Regions from separate parts of the Ovis aries genome. Here region 1 is linked to region 2. A link is a contact called in public Hi-C data. All regions are on one chromosome and are shown on one strand. Each heading gives the region's core, a stretch centred on a gene start, on an enhancer-like site or on the middle of the called end of the contact. The rest is flanking DNA. Distances are from core to core; before and after follow the strand shown.

What was found. Hi-C and Micro-C count contacts between places; a contact is called where the count stands out from the background.
Region 1: a contact with region 2 is called in a Hi-C map of mixed tissues, with 3 times the contacts expected there. The contact joins the promoter of ATP8B3 here to the enhancer-like site in region 2. A contact is called at or near these places in 4 of 16 Hi-C or Micro-C datasets (hypothalamus, mixed tissues, retroperitoneal adipose tissue and 1 more).

The regions. Positions count from the first base shown.
Region 1 is chr5:41,810,352-41,814,369 of ARS-UI_Ramb_v3.0, reverse strand. It overlaps ATP8B3 (ATPase phospholipid transporting 8B3), which reads left to right and starts at 1,713. Exons shown (of 26, transcript XM_060416491.1): 1 at 1,713-1,813; 2 at 3,112-3,170; 3 at 3,644-3,735. The coding sequence starts at 3,122.
Region 2 is chr5:41,694,429-41,699,044 of ARS-UI_Ramb_v3.0, reverse strand. No RefSeq gene overlaps it. Among named protein-coding and RNA genes, the nearest start is that of TCF3, 12 kb to the right of the region's middle. Within about 2 kb of position 3,279, at least 33 of the 54 cell types and tissues checked have an H3K27ac peak or open chromatin away from gene starts, as enhancers often do. A contact at or near this core is called in hypothalamus, where this site is marked.

The sequences.
Region 1 (4,018 bases), core at 464-2,963, 120 kb before region 2:
AGGATTGACTGGTTTGATTTCCTTGCAGTCCAAAGGATTCTTAAAAGTCTTCTCCATCACCACTTTTCAAATTCATCAATTCTTCAGGGCTTAGCCTTTATGGTTCAGTTCTCACATCCATACATGATTACTGGAAAAAACCATAGCTTTGACTATATGGACCTCTGTAGGCAAAGTGATGTTTCTGGGTTTTTTTTTTTTTTTTTCTACATTCTGTCTAGGTTTGTCATTCACAACAAACTGGAAAATTCTTAAAGAGATGGGAATACCAGACCACCTGACCTGCCTCTTGAGAAACCTGTATGCAGGTCAGGAAGCAACAGTCAGAATTGGACTTAGAACAACTGACTTGTTCCAAATTGGGAAAGGAGTACCTCAAGGCTGCATATTGTCATCCTGCTTATTTAACTTATATGCAGAGTACATCATGAGAAATGCTGGACTGGATGAAGCACAAGCTGGAATCAAGATAGCCATGAGAAATATCAATAACCTCAGATATGCAGATGACACCACTCTTATGGCAGAAAGTGAAGAAAAACTAAAGAGCCTCTTGATGAAAGTGAAAGAGGAGAGTGAAAAAGTTGGCTTAAAACTCAACATCAGAAAACGAAGATCATGGCATCTGGTCCCACCACTTCATGGCAAATAGATGGGGAACAATGGAAACAGTGACAGACTTTATTTTTTGGGGCTCCAAAATCACTGCAGATGGTGAGTACAGCCATGAAATTGAAAGATGCTTACTCCTTGAAAGAAAAGTTATGACCAACCTAGACAGCATATTAAAAAGCAGAGACATTACTTTGCCAACAAAGGTCCATCTAGTCAAAGCTTTGGTTTTTCCAGTAATCATGTATGGATGTGAGAGTTGGGCAATAAAGAAGGCTGAGCACCAAGTAATTGATGCTTTTGAAGTGTGGTGTTGGAGAAGACTGTTGAGAGTCCCTTGGACTGCAAGAAGATCCATCCAGTCCATCCTAAAGGAAAAAAATAAAAAGCCACCTGATGCGAAGAACTGACTCGTTTGGAAAGACCCTGATGCTGGGAATGATCGAAGGCGGGAGGAAAAGGGGACGACAGAGGATGAGATGGTTGGATGGCATCACAGACTCAAGGGACATGAGTTTGAGTAAGCTCTGGCAGTTGATGATGGACAGGGAAGCCTGGCGTACTGCAGTCCATGGGGTTGCAAAGAGTCGGACACGACTGAGCGACTGAAATGAACTAACAGGTTTGCCATAATACAAAATACAAAAGCCCAGATTAAGACTTCCATCCAGCCCCTCTGGCAAGGCCTCACTCGGCCCCGCCTTCGGCCCCTCCCCCTTGGTCCCGCCCCCTCTAGCTCCTCTAGTCACACTAGGCTCCGCCCCCTCGAGCCCTATTCGGCGTGGATGACTCTCGGCCCCGCCTTCTCCCCCGCCCCGCCTTCGGTATTGGCCCTGCCTCTGGGTAACGCCCTTCTTCCTTGGACTCACCTTCCGCTCAGGCCACGCCCTCGACGTCCCGCACCTTAGCCCCGCCCGCTCTCTCCCCGTTCTTCGAGGTCACTGGGCCCTGCCTTCGGGCTCCGCCTCTTTTGACCCTGTTCAGTTTGGCCTCGCTCGACCCCGCCTTCGACCCCGCCCCTACTTTGGTATTGGCCACCCCTTCAGCCCTAGACTCCGCCCTTCCGCCCAGCTCCGCCCCGCGCCCGCGCCGCCCGTTTCAGGCCCGTTGGCACCCGGCTAACAGCTTCCACCACGTCCGTCGCTTTGAACTCCAGCGACTGACCCAGGCAGCCCGGCCCCACCCGCCCCAGCCCGCGCAGGTGAGCGGCTGCGCTTCCACAGCTGTGTGTATCTGTGGGCCCGCGCACCCTCTCTGAACTCCGCCGGGCCTGAAGGCGGGAGGCCGTGGCGGAGGCGGCGCCCCCTAGAGGTCCGCGCGGGCCAGGGTCCGGACGGGCGCCGGAGCTCACGGTCTGTAGTGGACCGAGATCTCCTGGTGCATTTTCCAGGGGCTGGGCATCGAATCCTGCGTCGCTTCGCTGTGGGAATGCTCGGGATTTCCCCGGGGTTAGTGGACGTTCTGGTGAGCCTAGAGTGCGCTGAGGAGGAAGCAAGCCCTTGTTGGGGGAGGCGTGTTTGCCATCCCCCAAAACACTGCGTGAATTCTGACCGGCAGCAGCCCTCTAACCCCATCTGGCCCGGGCCGGGATTCCTAGTGGCTCTGGTCCCACAGGCTGAGCCTCACTCACCCCGAGCCTCGTTTTTTCTCATCTGGCAAATGGGCACTGGCCTTCATCAGGCTCCCAGGAGCATCAGCGCCGGCCCTGAGCCAGGCCATCCCACCCCGGGGCCCTGGGGACACTAATGACTCAGACGCCAGCAGTCCCTGCTCTAGGAGGTTCCGGTTTCAGCAGGCAACCCAGATGGGGGAAGAAGCAGTAAAAGGGTGATCAGAGCTGGAATGGGGGACCCTGCAGGCAGAAGGGAGGCCCAGAGGAGGCTCCAGAACGAGCCTGGGCCATCGGAGAAATATGAGCTGAGAGCAGATGGGTGAGGTGCCTCCGGCCAGCCTGTCAAGAGGGAATGGTCCTGCTGGCAGAGGGAACAGTGGGACCAGGGGTGTGGAGTGCTGGGGCTGGGGTCATTTGGGGAGCTGCCAGGGGCACTGAAGGACTAGGAGGGACCAGGCTCCTGGCTCTATGGAAGTCTGGTGGTTGCTACCCCAGGGCCACACTCAGACCTCTCAGCCCCTTGGCCTCATAAACTCCCTTTTGAGATATGACAGGGAACCCTGGGGGCCCATTTAGTCTGTCAACAAAGAAATCGATCGAACACCTGACCAGGCTGAATGTCCTGTGCTGTGTGGAAGGACATGTGTGCGCCTTTCCAGGAGCGGCAATAGGGGCTTGGACTACAGAGGGCCGTGCGGGGCTGTGGGGTGGGGAACAGTGGCCAGGTGACCACAGCAGTGAGCAAGGACTCACAGCTGGTGACTGGACCTTCAGATTCTGGGGAGGAGACTTTAGCAGGCGGGCATAGGAAATTACTTTTCCAAGAAGGTTGGAGTGGTGGGCACTATACAGCCGCCAGTGTGACCTCAGGCCACTCTGTCCGACAGCCCCACCAGCATGGGCAGTCTCACGTACCAAGAAGACCTTGACGAGGAGAAGAACTCAGGTGCATGTCTGGGCGAAGCGTGGGCATAGGGTGGGGGGAAAAGGTGTGGGCACAAGGTGGGCTCCACCAAGGGGCGTTAGAAAGTACAGTGGCTGAAGTGGGGAGACAGGAGGCCCAGTGTGGGGTTCTCATGGGGTTACAGATAGTTCAAAATCCTGGGACTGAAGGGTGGACTCAGGACTTGGAAGCCTGGGACCCAGAGCACCTGGGCCGGGCATGGAGCCTCCGACACCTTGGAGCTCATCCCCGGTGCCTTGTAGTTTACCCGTCTGTAGAAGGAGTGGGTGTGAATAGGTCTCCCATGGCCTAGGGGTTGTCTCGGGGTGGCTGGATCCTCAGATCTACCTGGGCTCCCCAAGCAGGTAGCTACCGTGTAAAGAGATCGAGGGCCCTCCTGTCTGTTTACCAGCTAGATCCCCCAGGGGCCCATTAGCCCTCCTCTGGGGTGTCATTAGCCTGTGTTTATCCTCCAGAGTTCACCTGGGAAGTGCAGGCCAACAACCGGGCCTACAACAGCCAGTTCAAGGAGAAGGTCTTTCTGTGTTGGCAGAGAAAGAAGTACAAGGTGGGCAGGCCTCCCCCGTCCCCGCTCCCATGGGCTTTGGGGACCTGCCAGTGAGGGAGAGTGGTCACCGGGGCTCTGCCTTCTGGGTTCTCCCACTTGGTCCTGAGGACTGTAGTGCTGGCCTCGCAGAGTCACTGGTCCAGCACGGATGCCCCATGTGGCTCCTCTGCCCTAAATATGTTCCTAGGCAGCCTTCACAGTACAGTGTGTCCGTCAGGCTCTACCTACCTGCAGGGAATCCTGGGGTCACCGACCTGGCTCACCAAGCCTGCACCCAGTAGGG
Region 2 (4,616 bases), core at 2,030-4,529:
TCACAGGCCAGGTTCATCGACCTGTACCCAGGGCCCTCTGTGGCCCTCACCCCTGTTGGCTGCTCTGCTAAGCTGTCCCCACGGCCGCTGAGGAAGGGAGAGAGCCCATTCCTTCTGGTGTGTTTGGGAAACTTCTATAACCTGATCCCAAAAAGGAAAAACCTAAAGGCCCCTGGAGGTAGACTCTTCAGAGCTGTGATGGTACAATGTTCTAGAAGCGGTGATGAGAGGGGTATATTCTAGAAGCATTGATGGTGGGCTATTCTAGAAGCTGTGACAGTGCGCTATTCTAGAAGTGGTGATGGAGGAATATTCTAGAAACAGTAATGGTGAGATATTCTAGAACCTGTGATTGTGGGCTATTCTAGATGTGGTGATGGGAGGAATATTTTTGAAGCAGTAATGATGGAATATTCTAGAAGCTGTGACAATGGGGTATTCTAGAAGTGGTGATGGGGGGAATATTCTAGAAGCAGTGATGGCGGACTGCTCAGTAGCAGTATTGGAATCTTCCAGAAGCTGTGATGGCAGCCAACTCAGGAATGTGGACTTGCCTGGCGTGCTGTGGACACAGCCCTGATTTTCAGGGCCAGCTGTGACAAGGGCCCAGTCTGGCGTCCTTGTTGTTAGCTGCAAACTGGGACAATGACTGAGCCTTCCTCCAGGTCCTCGCACATAGTGACTAGTGCTGGGAAGAACAGGCCTGGGCAAATCTTGAAGTCATTATGTGCCCAGGGCTCACTTGACCTCTTACTCTGCTGACCATACCACCAGAGACCCTCTCTCCCTCTCCACGCCTCGCCACCGCTGCCCTGGCTGAGGGACCCCTGTCCTAACCCCACAACATCCCTCCAGCTCAGACCCCAGGCCTGACCCTACTTCCTTGTCACCTTCCGGGTCCAGGGTCAGGGCTACCCGGGTGAGAAGAGATTGATCCAGCCACTGGCCCCATGGCCACTGTTGCCAAGGAGATGGCCCCCTGTGGCTGGGGGTATGGCCAGGCCAGGGGTGACCAAGGGACAGAGGGAGAGAGGAGAGGGAGGTAGGGATAGAGGGAGGGGACAGACAGGCAGAGGGAAGGACAGAGGCACAGGAGAGAAGCACAGTAGAGGGATACACTGCTCACATCAGAACCTCCTGAGCAGCTTGTCAGCTCTGCCAACCGCTGCAGGGCACCCAGGAACTGGCATTCACCCCTCCCTGGAGTCCTCTTTTGATGCACCACTGATGGGCTTTTGTCTGTACACTTGGCCTGGACCACTCGCCATCACCCTGCCTCCATGGCAGCCTCTCATCCATTCACCCCCAGGAGACCAGGTGAGGCATCCTAGAAGAGGGACCAATGGAATAGGGCCCTACAGGATGAACAGAAGTTTGATGAGAGGAGAGGGAACCATTAGGGAGAGAGATGAGAGTGGAGAGGACGTGGGGGCGGCTGGATATCAGGCAGGCTCTGCCGTGGTGGAGCCTCTCCAGGACCGGCTGACAGTGGCTGGGTTGTCAGAGCACGGCATAGATTCCCATAATCAAGGGGACCGTGGGTTGTGTCCTTCTGCCAGTTTCTCAGGTAGGTGGCCCTGGGATGCCAGAAATCAGGGGTGACATCACAGAGCATGACTCCTCATGGGGGACAGGCAATAGCCAAGACCCAGATTAGGACAACAAAGGAAAGGAACAAGCTTTCCTTGTTCTTGGACGTGGTGGAGGGCAGCACTGGCTGGAGGTGACATTGAGCTGGGGACATGTGAGCAGCTGGGGAAGTTGGGCCAGAAAGAACGGCCACAGCAAAGGCCCAGATGTCAACACAGCCAGACACTCCCTGTCTCCTTGTAGGTGACATGTGACACCTGCAGGTGACACGGAGCCTGTGACCACCAGCGGGAGGAGATTGGGTGGAGGCGAGAGAGGCAAGAATGGGAGAGCAGGGAAGGGCAAAATGTACGTCAGGACCTCAGGGAGGACCTGTTAGAGAGTTCTGACAGCTGACTGGTGGGAAGGGGTCCTGCTGGGAGCAGTGTCTCTGAAGGGGGACTTGAGTGTGGGCTGTGGCTGTAAGCACAGGTACATGCATGTGTGTGTTAGTCGCTCAGTTGTGTCTGACTCTGTGACCCCATGGACTGTAGCCCGCCAGGCTCCTCTGTCCATAGGATTCTCCATGGGGATTCTCCTCCTGGGGATCTTCCCTACCCGGTGACTGGATCCGGGTCTCCTGCATTGCAGGCAGATGTTTTACTGTCTGAGCCAGCCACCAGGGAAGCCCTGACATGGAGATATGCATTAACATCCCCGAGCACACGTGTGTATGTGTGCCCCATCACGGTGCACACGTGAGCATGCACATGTGTAAACACTCGATAAACATGCCAGAATACGTGGACACGTGTTTGCCAGGACTTGCGCATCTGCAGATATGCCGGGCAGTACTTGGAGACGTACAGGTAGGACCCCTCTCGAGGGCAGGCAGACAGATCGATGCACAAAGGAAATGTGGACGTCTGGTTATGGCAATCCCAGGTGCACACGCGTGGATAAACAGGCCTCACAAGTGCAAACAAAATTGTGCCCGCCTGTGCCCGGACGCGCCAGGTCCTGAGCACACGGTACCCAACCAAGCTGTTGCAGGGCAAGGTAAACACGTTGAAGCACATGAACACGCCAGCGTGCTGGTAGGACCGAGCGCGTGAGCACAGCTGAGAGCTGCGTACACGCGAGCACAGTGCACTCACACGTGCGAGATCCCAACCGGGCACACGTGGACATCACAAGCGCAGCGAACACCCAGAGCCCACCGGCACCGGGCACGCGCGTGCGCAGACGGCCACCGCGCGCAGCAGGCCTCCGCGGGTTTCTGGGCAGCGGACGCCCCCTGGTGGACACTGGCCCCGGGGCCCCCAGTGCGTTTGTCCCCGGCGGCGTACGGGAGTCTCCCCTGCCCCGCGCTCACACCTCGCATCAGGTCAGGCCAGGGGTCTGTGTGGACATAGAATGTTCAGATTAGGGTGACAATGGAACGGGAAGCTTTGGAGCAGTCACAGGCCTGACGGGAGGGGTCTGGAGAAGGTCAGGACAGGGGAGCCGGGTCGGGCCTCCATTTCCTTCCTCATCATTGAAGCCTCTCCATCCTGCCCATTGCTGCCCGCGCCCCCAGGCCCGTGGACTGTGGCCCGCCTCGGTATCCCTGCACCCGAGGACTTCCTGGGTCCCCCAGCGCGCGCTGTGCTCCTTGGAGTGGGGTCTCCGAGGCCGGAGGAAAACCTCAGACCCACCTCAGGGCACCACCAGGTGGCAGCACGCGCCCAAGTGCGCACCTCTGGCCTGTACCGCCGCAAGGACCCCCAGGGTCCAGCCCCCATCCCCGCGGCCAACGGGAGGGGAGTGGTCTGAGGGGGGGACCCTGTGTGACCTCGCCAGCCTGTGCCTCGGTCTCCCAGTTTCGGGATGGGGACCTGGAGGTGACAGGGCTAAACAGGCGCGTGGGCAGGGTGGCCTGGAGGGCCACAGCAGAGGTGAACTTGTAGGGAAAGCAGAAGCATCTGGCGGGGGAGCAGCATGTGCAAGGGGGAGCTGGAAGGAGTCCTGAGGCTGGGCTGAGAGAGCCTAGGGCCACAAGTGGGGTCAGAACGCCCCTCTCCCCGACCGGGGCTGCGGGGAGTGGTGGTGGGGAGTGGGGTTTCCGGCCTGAACTCAGAAGATGGAGATGATGCTGGATCCAGAGTCTATGACGGAATCCAAAGATTTTACGGCAGAGTCTGATCCTCAGTTCTCGACTTTCCCACCATGGGATGCTCAGGATAGAGCTCCCGACAGAAAATTCCAGACTTCCCATTGCCCCGCAGCCCCCAAGGTTGATGCCCCAATTTCAAGAGCAAAAGGCACAGAGACTGGGGGACCCCACCCTGTGACCCAAGGGGCAACGGTTGAGACGGAGGGACAGGGATCCTGTATCTGGGGACCCAGGCCCCCCTTCCTTACTCCTGGTGAGGAATGCCCCCTCCTCACTCCTCAGCAGTTCCAGCGTTTCTGCACCTTTAAAACAACGTGGCAGAATTAGCAGCTCCACCCTCATTAATATGTAAAAATGCAAATCAAGGGGTGATCAAGCCACAGCCCCCTGGGGATATTTCCGCTGTGTCGGAGTCTATTGTCAGGGAGGTTTCAGGGGATGGCTGTACTGGCAGACGTGGGGGAATGTAGAGACTGGGCAGTCAGGGCCCCGGGGAGGCAGTCACCCTGCTCCCTGCTCACCCCCAGTGCCCTCCTGGCTGCCTGCACACTTCCGGGGTGGGGGAGGGGTCTTCACGTGGGGCAGTGGGCAGATGAGTCTGCTTCCGTGACCTGGGGTTGAGGACCCAGGAACTTGGCTGAGGGTTGCCCCAGGCATCAGGGCCTTTGCATTGGCTGGGCTTCTCCCCACCCCACCCCACCCCCCTGCAGGATCACTTCTGGCCTCCGTATCCCCTCCCACTAAGGTAGGGGACCCCCCCCAGGACGGGTTCAGATGCCTGTAAAGTGGCTCCTTAGTGACTGTTTCTTCCCAGACTGGCTGTGGCCCACCCTACCCCTGGCCCAGAGAGGGTGCCCACAGACTTTGCATCTGGGAAACTTGCCCAGGGTCC